Regions from separate parts of the Zea mays genome. Here all the other regions are linked to region 1. Evidence: chromatin contacts called from public Hi-C data. All regions are on one chromosome and are shown on one strand. Each heading gives the region's core, a stretch centred on a gene start, on an enhancer-like site or on the middle of the called end of the contact. The rest is flanking DNA. Distances are from core to core; before and after follow the strand shown.

The links. A called contact is a pair of places that touch in the nucleus more often than the background predicts.
Region 2: a contact with region 1 is called in a Hi-C map of tassel, with 2.9 times the contacts expected there. The contact joins the promoter of LOC103652802 here to the promoter of LOC100274773 in region 1. A contact is called at or near these places in 2 of 25 Hi-C or Micro-C datasets (ear and tassel).
Region 3: a contact with region 1 is called in a Hi-C map of tassel, with 1.9 times the contacts expected there. The contact joins the promoter of LOC103652800 here to the promoter of LOC100274773 in region 1. A contact is called at or near these places in 2 of 25 Hi-C or Micro-C datasets (ear and tassel).

Annotation. Positions count from the first base shown.
Region 1 is chr4:8,169,038-8,172,286 of Zm-B73-REFERENCE-NAM-5.0, reverse strand. It overlaps LOC100274773, which reads right to left and starts at 1,597. Exons shown (of 1, transcript NM_001365095.1): 1 at 577-1,597. The coding sequence starts at 962. The coding sequence ends at 741.
Region 2 is chr4:8,309,607-8,312,855 of Zm-B73-REFERENCE-NAM-5.0, reverse strand. LOC103652802 (glutathione S-transferase T1) reads right to left here and starts at 1,505. Exons shown (of 6, transcript XM_008679783.3): 1 at 1,193-1,505; 2 at 1,047-1,120; 3 at 682-742. The coding sequence starts at 1,260.
Region 3 is chr4:8,033,752-8,037,000 of Zm-B73-REFERENCE-NAM-5.0, reverse strand. It overlaps LOC103652800, which reads right to left and starts at 1,714. Exons shown (of 3, transcript XM_008679780.4): 1 at 1,170-1,714; 2 at 869-1,064. The coding sequence starts at 1,583.

The sequences.
Region 1 (3,249 bases), core at 348-2,847:
ACTCCCTCCGTTTCTTTTTATTTGTCGCTGGATATCCGTTTCTTTTTATTTGTCGCTGGATAGTGTAAAATTGCACTATCCAGCGACAAATAAAAAGAAAAACGGAGGGAGTACTGCATTGCTTGAACACAAAATATGCTAGACAGGAGAGGAATTTGATATAATCTTCTATCATGCCTGAAAGCTATTTTACTTTGGTCCAAATTCTATGCCTAGTTGATTCTGATGGGAAGCCTATTGTGGCATTCACTTACGATCCTGTTAAATTTGGATTGGTTATATGAGTATACTTTACTGATAGGCAATTAAGCTGGAATGTCCTAGATAACGTTCAGATTTGAACCTTAATATAAAGTGAACAGAAACAACTTGCTTAATCAAAGCTTCAACATCACAAACCACTTGAAATTGTTAGACGCAGTCTCTGCAAGCAACAATGAATGATTAATAATTACAATCTTCATGACATTTTGGATAAAACACAAAACAAAATACTGTAGATTTCATTGGAGAAAGCATAGACAAAAAAAAAACTGCAAGTTTAATAGTACAGAAAACGAAATGATACACTATCTCTTTGGTCAGGACCTTTTTTTGTATTGGTAAAGGAGTTATTTGTTCTCTGAAGAATGGGGACATAATACATAACCAAATTGTAGAAATAGAGGCCCCCAAAAGGAATTTTGGCTGGTGAAAGGAAAAACAACCACTGTCGATACCCAATCTGAATATGAACATTCTTATTCCTCGTCATCCTCGTCGTTGTGGAAGCGCAGGTGCCTCCCCTCCGGCAGCAGCAGCCCCCTAGGCATCAGTGCGCCAAGCTCCGCCCTCGTCTCAGTCGCATCTGCCACCTCCTCTCGTCCGATCTCGTCGTCACTATTGATGATGAACCTGGTGTGCTTCCCCTCGAGCTGCGTCAGCCCAGTCTTCTCTTCATCCAACATGGTCATCCTGCCCATCTCATCTCATCCTGCCCGAACCTTTTAGGTACCTTCAAAATACCTTGCAACTTGTTTCTCCTTTCCTCCATCGGCACGGTACCTGGAGATGGTGGTGGTGCCCTCGTGATGTAGTAGGAGGGAGGCTACAACGTCGAACTAGGCAGGGGAAGGGCGCCAACGGCTGATGTCGATGAGCCACCACAGCACCCCACTCTCATCTGTCATCCCCACCCCAAGACAGAGAGAGGAAGCATCGCTCTTCACCTCCACCTCGGCCTTCACCTTCGTCGCCACCGCGACCTTGGTCTGGACACAGATTGAGTCCTTCGCCATCGCCGCCGTAGCCTGGACGCGGATCAGGTCCTCGGTCATCGCCGCCACAGCCTGGACACGGATCTGGGCTGGCTTGGAGCCCCTTCGCACGAAGCTAGAGCTACGGTGTCGACCTCCAAGCACGCTTCCCCCAAACTTTCCTCTTCTGGACGACGCCTCCATCGTCGACCTCCACGGCCTCCAAGCGTGCGTGCTAGAGAGCAAGGAGGAGCAGAGCTGGCGGAGTGGAGGTCGTGGAGAGGGAGCTTGCGGGCGTGGACCGAAGATGGCGCAGCGGTTGCGAGGAGGAAGGCATCGCCGTGTCTAGGGGAAAAAAATTTGCTGCATACCGACTGTAAACCAGAATGTTTGTAGCCCCTCACAAAAAGGAGGCGCAGCAGCAATAACACAACTAAAACGTTACCTGCTGGACCTGCAGGTGGATTCTATCTTTCTTTTTGTAAAGGGCTGCAAACTAGGTAACGTTTTAGTTGTGTTATTGCTGCAGCAGATAACATTAGTTTGCAGCCGACCTGCAGCAATTTTTTTTTTGTCTCGGGAGACCGATGCGAGGGAGCGCTTGTAGGGAGAGGTGGAGGGAGGCCCGCTGGACAGGGAGAGCGACAGAGGGGGACTCGAACGACAGGCTGGGCCAGGGCTAGAGACATGCGGCCTGCTAGGCATGCGACGTGGGACACACCAAATAAGTTGCGGGCTACCGTCATCGTCACGGCTTGCAAAATATAGTACCATACTGACCAATCAACAATTGCGGTATCAACTTATAAGATGTGTTGCTTCAAAAGAAGCAATTGCGGTCAAGTTCTGTCTTGCGAGAGTCTACCCTTGTTGCATATGTTCTATCTTCCTGATATCTCCAGCACGCGGATTAGAGTGTGCAGAACGTGGAATTCAAGATATGCTATTGCTTGCTTATTGCAGCAACACACATTGCGGTCAAGTGCTCTCTTGCCGGAGTCTCTACTCTTGCTGCATATGTTCTATCTTCCTGATATCTGCAGCCTTACGCGTAAGGACAAGTGCACTGCTATTGCTGGCTTATTGCAGGAGTGTGAAGAATGACTCTTGCCAGAGTCTCTACCCTTGTTACATATGTTCTATCTTCCTGATATCTGCAGCGCGCGGATTGGAGTGTGCAGAACAGGGAATGATGAGAATAACAAAAGAAGCAATTGCGGTCAAGTGCTCTTGCAAGAGTCTCTACCCTTGTTGCATATGTTCTATCTTCCTGATATCTACAGCGCGCGGATTGGAGTGTGCAGAACGTGGAATTCATGATGGGAATGGTAGAACAGAGAATGAAAATGGCAGGAGTTGCGACAAGTGCACTGCTATTGCTTGCTTATTGCAGCAACACACATATGTGTGAATGTGTCCTTATATATCCCACGTGGGTACAGAGAAGCCAGGTTTTGTATTTCTATTTTTTAAATTACAGAATGTATGCTAACTATCTTTGGATTTAAAAACACGGCCAAACTAACAAAGAATGGTCAGAGAGAAGAAGCCATAGTGCAATGTACGTGCATTGCGACGGTACATAACACATTTGATATTTGATATTATTGGTTGCATGGATTCGATGGCTGGGCGACACACGATCATTTCTATAAAAATAAATTTAATATCAAAGTAGACAAAGGCACGACCGTCGTGAGCTTGTCGCGTGCCAAAATATTTTTTAACAAAATTCCCTAGGCAACTGCTCATTGCACATGCATGTATAAAACACATACATCAAATATTATATGAATTCATTAATTAACTAAAATAATTTTTAATTTGGTATGGAGGGAGTATTATATACTTGTGACTCTCATTTTGTTTTGTTGAAGCTCACCTTAGACCATAATTTTTAATTTGAAGCCATGGCACCTCCTCAAGGTCGTCATCGGAGAGGCACATGCTCGAACTCTGCAGCCACCTCGACCTCCTAGATCTCAAGGAGGCGACGCGCTCCTCCTCGGAGTCA
Region 2 (3,249 bases), core at 256-2,755, 140 kb before region 1:
CTGCCATACCTTGATTTTGGGTTGTGCTCCGCCACTGGGTATGACAGAACATCTTTATAATGGCTAAAAACTCAAAACTCTCTGTCCACACTCATGAGCTCTAAAGTTACTGAAATAACTAAGTTTTCATGAAACATACAAATGCAAAACAGAACTGAAATAAATGAGTTTATAACAGGATGGCCCTGGACTCCTAGTTGTATGGACTGTGACTAAACAAACTTCTAGCAAGGTCTATAACATTCGTTTGGGACAGCAGAAGCCTCTCCTAGCCCTTTTTGGGCTCATCAGAACTAAAACAACATTGGTTTATAAATTACATATGTCATCAAATGGGCGTACCCAATGACATAGGCTTCCCGCACTGTGCGGGGTCTAGGGAAAGGTATATTTAAGCGCCAAGCCTTACCCGCATAATATGCAGAGGCTAGGGCTCGAACATGGGACCTTCCAGTTACAGACGGTAGACTCTACCACTGCACCAGGCCTGGCCTTTTAAATTACATATGTCAAAGGCAAAAGGAAAACAAGTGACTACCCACTTTTAACTAGAAATCAAGCCAAATGTATTGAATCCATGTACATGGATGTTTATAGGTAGGTTTCAACAAAAGTTTGAGGCAGTCAGCAGGCAACTCATAAATCAGCGGAATCCGCCTATACAAGTTTTTCAGGGCGTACCTTTCAAACAGTTTAAACCTTCCATCCACAATTACAGGCACTTGTGCCATTGGGTTTATCTCTGAAGAGAGGAGCAGCAATCAAAGGTCAAGTAGCTCAGCAAATACTTGATTGCGGGATGATTTTCATGAATTTTCCACCACCACACAAGACCACTAGCACTTCTTTTCTTGAACACGGGTAATATACCACTAGTAGTGAAAAGAACACCGGTACATACTATTTATTACCATAGATAGTACACATAATTGACACTCAATTTGAGACACAAGTGGTACAATTGCAGCGACCTTAGCCAAAAAAAGAGGACGGAAATCAGAATGAGCATGAGGGAAACGACTAATTAGGGGACAGGGGATGGGTACTTTTAAATTCCGGGGTGCGGTGCCGAGACTTGAACAGATCCACCGTGACCTCCTCGAAATCGATCTTGTTCACCCTGCACGCGGCTGCCGACATCAAGAATCGAGCGGCGGATGACTTGAAGAGCCGGACGGAACAGACTACCTACCTGCAGAAGATGATGACGGCACGGGAGGGTGACGACCACCTGTGTGCGTATACCTTGATTGGCGGCATGGCGAGCCTTCGTGAGTAATCTGGGAGCTTCTCGTACTGTACTGGCTTCCCTTCCGGCTTCCGATTCGTTTCCACCTTGACCTTGAGGTTGGAATTGGAAGACCTGCAGCCTCTGCTGTTCCGCTGTTCTCTTTCTTTCGAGCAGAAGAAGACGAAAACGAGCCTGCCTCTCCCGCCAAGCGCAGATGACAGGGAGAGGAAGGCTTCACGATCACGATGTGTCCAACCTCCAGCCAGAGCCGGTATAACGAGGATAAAAACGGTCGGAAATAATCGGTAAACATTAAAATTATTTTTGTTTTCATATTTTTTTCTCGGAAATGAGATTGAAAACGGTAACTCCGAAAACGAAAACGACATCGGTAATTCAGAAACATCGAAAACGAAAGTTCGGTACGAAAATTACACCGGTTACGATCGGAATCTAAAATTCGATCGGTAAAAACTGTAACATGTACCCTCAATTGACTTCAAAAATTCAAGCAAGTCATACATTCATATAAAATTAGTAATAATATATAAGGTAGGAGGTCACAATAAATATTAAAGTAAGAAGCATACTATAAAATCATTATTATGTATTTAAATAAAGTAGAATTAAGATGTGTATACTGATATAGCACTTACATAGTCAATATAATCAGTGTCATCTTGGTCCTTCTTAAGTTCTTGTGCAAATTATGAAAGTTTTATAAAAGTTTCAAACGATTCTAAACTATATACTATTAGATAGATCTTGATTTTAGGAAATAATAAAATTAGTTTCATATTTTTCTAAGTTAAGATAAATTTATTATGAATTTATAAAGATCAGTTCAGATTTAATATTTTTCTGAAAAATACCAATTTTTTACCAACGGTGAAATTCCGAATAAAAACGGTAATTTCCGGAAACGGTCGGAAGAGACTCAAACCGTTTCCGATTCCGGTTCCGAGTTTTTCTACCGATTTCATTTCCGTATTTTCGGTAACCGTTTCCGTTTTCGTTTAGATCTAAATTTCGGTAAAACTTCGAAAACGATTCCCGGTATCCAAAAATTACTGTTTCCGTCTTTGAAATGGAAATGTGCCCTTGGGCCATTTCTAAGTATTTTGGTGATTGAGTGCCAACACAAGTGGACTTATGTTAATCTATGCAAAGTGATGGACAAAGTGCAAATTAAGTAAAAAGGTATGTTTCTAAGACTTAGTACATTGTTTTGGAGACTAATGTATTGTGTCTAAGTGCTGGAAACAGGAGAAATCAAGTTGGAAAAGAAGATGACTTTGTTCAGCCAAAGACAACTCGGTCTGGGCGCACCGGACTGTCCGGTGGTGTACCGGACAGTGTCCGGTGCGCCAGGCCGACGTCTGTCAACTGGCTGCTCTCGGGAAGCAATTAACGGCGTACGGCTATAAATCACCGGACTATCCGGTGGTGCACCGGACTGTCCGGTGAGTCAACAGTCGGCCCGGCCAATGGTCGGTCGCGTAATCCGCGCGCGACGCGTGGCAGAGCCAACGGTCAGAAGGGGGCACCGAACTGTCCGGTGTGCATCGGACAGTGTCCGGTGCGCCAACGGCTCCAAAGCGCCAACGGTCGGCTTCGCCAAAGAAGGAAAGAAATCCGCACCGGACAGTGTCCGGTGGTGCACCGGACTGTCCGGTGCGCCAGGCGACAGAAGGCAAGAATTGCCTTCTTCAAATGCTCTCAACGGCTCCTAGCTGCCTTGGGGCTATAAAAGGGACCCCTAGTCGCATGGAGGAGAATACCAAGCATTCCTTGAGCATTGTTGATCACTCACACTTCATTCTTGCGCACTTGTTCGACATTCTTAGTGATTTGAGCTCCATTCTAGTGAGAACCTCGAGATATTGTCTTGAGCTCAAGTCTTGGTCTTGTGTGTGCGTATTTGCTGTGGATTTGAGTGTGTTGCTTCCCTCCCTTACTCTAGTGCTTCATTGTGATTCTTATTGTAAGGGCGAGAGACTCCAAGTTGTGGAGATTCC
Region 3 (3,249 bases), core at 465-2,964, 140 kb after region 1:
TATGCTTTAATGTACCATCTTGCCGTGGCACTTATGACAAACAAGAAGTTAGTCAACACAAAAGCTATCCACCATATGTTTTCTAGTAGCCTCATCCTGACAGTCACACTTGACTCAAGGTTCCCAATAGGCTATGGCTGACCCTGGGCGCAGAAATAGATGATGATTATTATTATTATTGATTTCATAATCAAGCAGTGAATCCAAATATTTTAAACTGTGTACGTCGGTGGGCAGGGTTTTTAAAATCTATGTAATTATATGGCACCATAAAGATGCACTGACGTTGGCATCCACACAATTTTCTGACGCGATAAGTACATTATTATATATTTTATGTTATATCCTGCCGACCAAAGCATCGGGCCTAGCCGCCTAGCTCTATATAATTGGAGGACCGAATCAGGAGAACGACAGCCAGAAAATTTTCCAACCTATGTCTCTATATGTATAGTAGCAAAAAAAAATGTTAGATGTCTATGGTCTCATTGATGTGATGTGTCATTGACAACAGAGCTCATTTTAGCTATGACAGTAGTTAAAACTGCAGTTGTCTCACAAATAATCAGCCAGACAGTAGTTAAAATACAAATCAACCCACTGGACAAATAGCAATTCCATTTCGGCCTTTCGGGAATGGTTTCTGAGTCAAAACGACATGAAGAATAACTAAACGTGGATCACAGGAAAACAGTAAGCTAAGGTTGCCTTACTCTGCAGTTCGATTTCGAGAAATCCGGAATGGTTCGCCAATTTGATCAAGCCAGAATGGTTCCTATCGCACGCTAACATCCAAAATACAAGCACAAGCACCGAAACGTTCGTATGACACTTCTTACTAAAATCAAGCGTAATGGTGGTGGCTTACTCTCAAGGCTGAAGTGGGAGTGGTGAAGTTGGAAGCTCTCGGCTGCGGCCGGGTCCAGGCGCGGGCTTCTCCCCTCCCTGGCGTACCTCTCGACCACGGCAGCAATGGCCTCCCCGACGCTGGCGCCCAGCCTGACCATGGCCTTCACCGGGCCGACGCTGCCCTCAACCGTCACGCTCACCACCACCTTCGCCTCCTGCACACCGCGCCAGCCAAACCACTCCCACCCGTGAATAAACCTCGCAAATTGCCTAACTCCGGGCTTCGGTTAGCTCGCCGGCGGGGCCGGGCCGTACCGTACCTCCCGGGGGCAGGGACTGGTGAGGGAGGCGTAGGAGGGGGAGCGGCCGAACTCCGGGGCAAAGACGTCGAAGCAAGTGTGCGGACGCTCGAGCGGCGGCGGCGGAGGGGACGGCGGGCAATCGAGCCCGAGCCCGAGCCCGGGCCCGTGCGGCGGCACGTCGTGGACCCGCGCGTCGCCGAACCAGAGCAGCGGCTCGGACGCGGAGCGCGCGAGCGCCCGCCTCTTCCCCTCCCGCCGCGTCCGCGTCCGCGACCGCGACGGGCCCGGCGTCGGCACCGGGCGCGCCGCCGTCGAGCCGCTCCCGCTCTTGCGGCGGCGGCGGGACGGCGACGCCGCCGCCGGCGACCGCCCCACCCGGACGGCGGCGAGCCGCGACCGACCCTTCCTCTGCTCCGGCATCAGGGCGCGCATGCCGTCTTCGCCTGCGTCTGCGTGCGTGCGTGCGTCGTGCGTGGTTCGACGTGTCGCGATTTCTGGGAGTGCGTGCCTTGTACCGGTGGTGGTGGCGGACCTGGCGGTGTCGTCGGTCGGTCGGTCGGTGCAAATAAAAAAAAAAGGTTTGCTTGGACTTTGACGTTACGGCGATGTCCTTTGTGGTTGACGCAACAGAGGGGAAGAGGAAGCTTCGTCCAGGAGTTGGAAGCATGTGGAATGGTTGCAGTGCAGGCCACGCGTACGCACGCTTCTTCCGGTGCGGCTGTCAGTGAGGCTGAGTCCATGGACCAAGAGCAGATGCAGCAAAAGCAGGGGGCTGCCTGGGGAGGAAACTGCTGGACAGTGGAGAGAGACGACGTCGGATGCAAATCAAAGCGTGGTTCGGTATGGAAAAATGACGAAAAGGGGGCAGTGAGATGCCTGAAGTACGGGATGCTGCCGCTGTATTTTTTTTTTTCCTTTTGTATTTTTAGCGTGGGGAACAAATCTCAGTCCAACAATCTTTAGCTAACGTATTTTTTTTAAAGAAAGCACCTTCTATATTCTTTTCCCCACGTCTAGCTACACATTTAAAAAAAATCACGTACTCTGCTGGCGGCGGTTAAATAATTAAGTCGATTATCAAATCTATATCTATATCTCTAGCTCTCTCTTTCTATCTAGTGACTAAAACCCCAGCAGATCATATCATCCTCTATTTCAAACTTCTGTCTTCTACAAATAATGTTAAATAATATTTTCTATAGTTTTATATCTCCTATTTTACACGCTCTATTAGGACAGTCTTAGCGAGCCAAAGTAAAAAAAAAACATCATCACGCGCATGAGCGCGGAGGCAGGTGGAAGCGGAGGGGAGGAGAGGCTTCACTGCCACGCAGATTTGTGCTGTCTACAATGCTATTAGATTGGGATTTTGATTGTTGCAATTATGGATTAGGTGGCAGAATGTGCACCATGATTTTCGACAACACTGATTAGATACAGTTTGGTTGGCACGCAAACCAGTTACCAGAGGGGTATGCGTTACCGTTAATTACACCTGTCTGGTTCCTACTAGATGTAAATAAATCAGTGTTGTCTCTTCACAAATTATTACGGTGTTATCTGATCTGATCTCCTTTACGTGACTACTCACTGGACGTCTGAATCAAGCCCCAAATTAATGTTTTGAACATCTGCATAGCACACCGTCCCATTGTAAGTGTTGGTCGAGACATGTTGCATTAATTTTTCTTTTTCTCCAAGATCTGCTTCGTTTTTTATATTTAAGTTAATGAAACTTGTGTTTTTCTCTGCTATCTTCTCACAAAGCCAGGTTGTGGGAGCTAGTTTGCTCGGAAAAAAAAACACGGACAGTCCCACTCAAGCCTGCACACAGTCTATTGTTTCACTCCTGTATGCCAAACATTCAGCAAAAGGTATCTTAGTTAAGGATAGAGCCGCTGACATATCCAAACTTTAGAAGTAGTAGCACTAGCGATGAAAATATTTTGATGACAGGCTTGTAATGTATCGCTGCCGAATGTCCCTGCTCTTCCAAGCCTCAGTCATGTATCTAAGACTGATATGTGCCACTGGTTTCAAATAGATGTCTGGTATGTGCCACTGGTGTCAAATGGATGACTGATCTGTGCCACTGGTG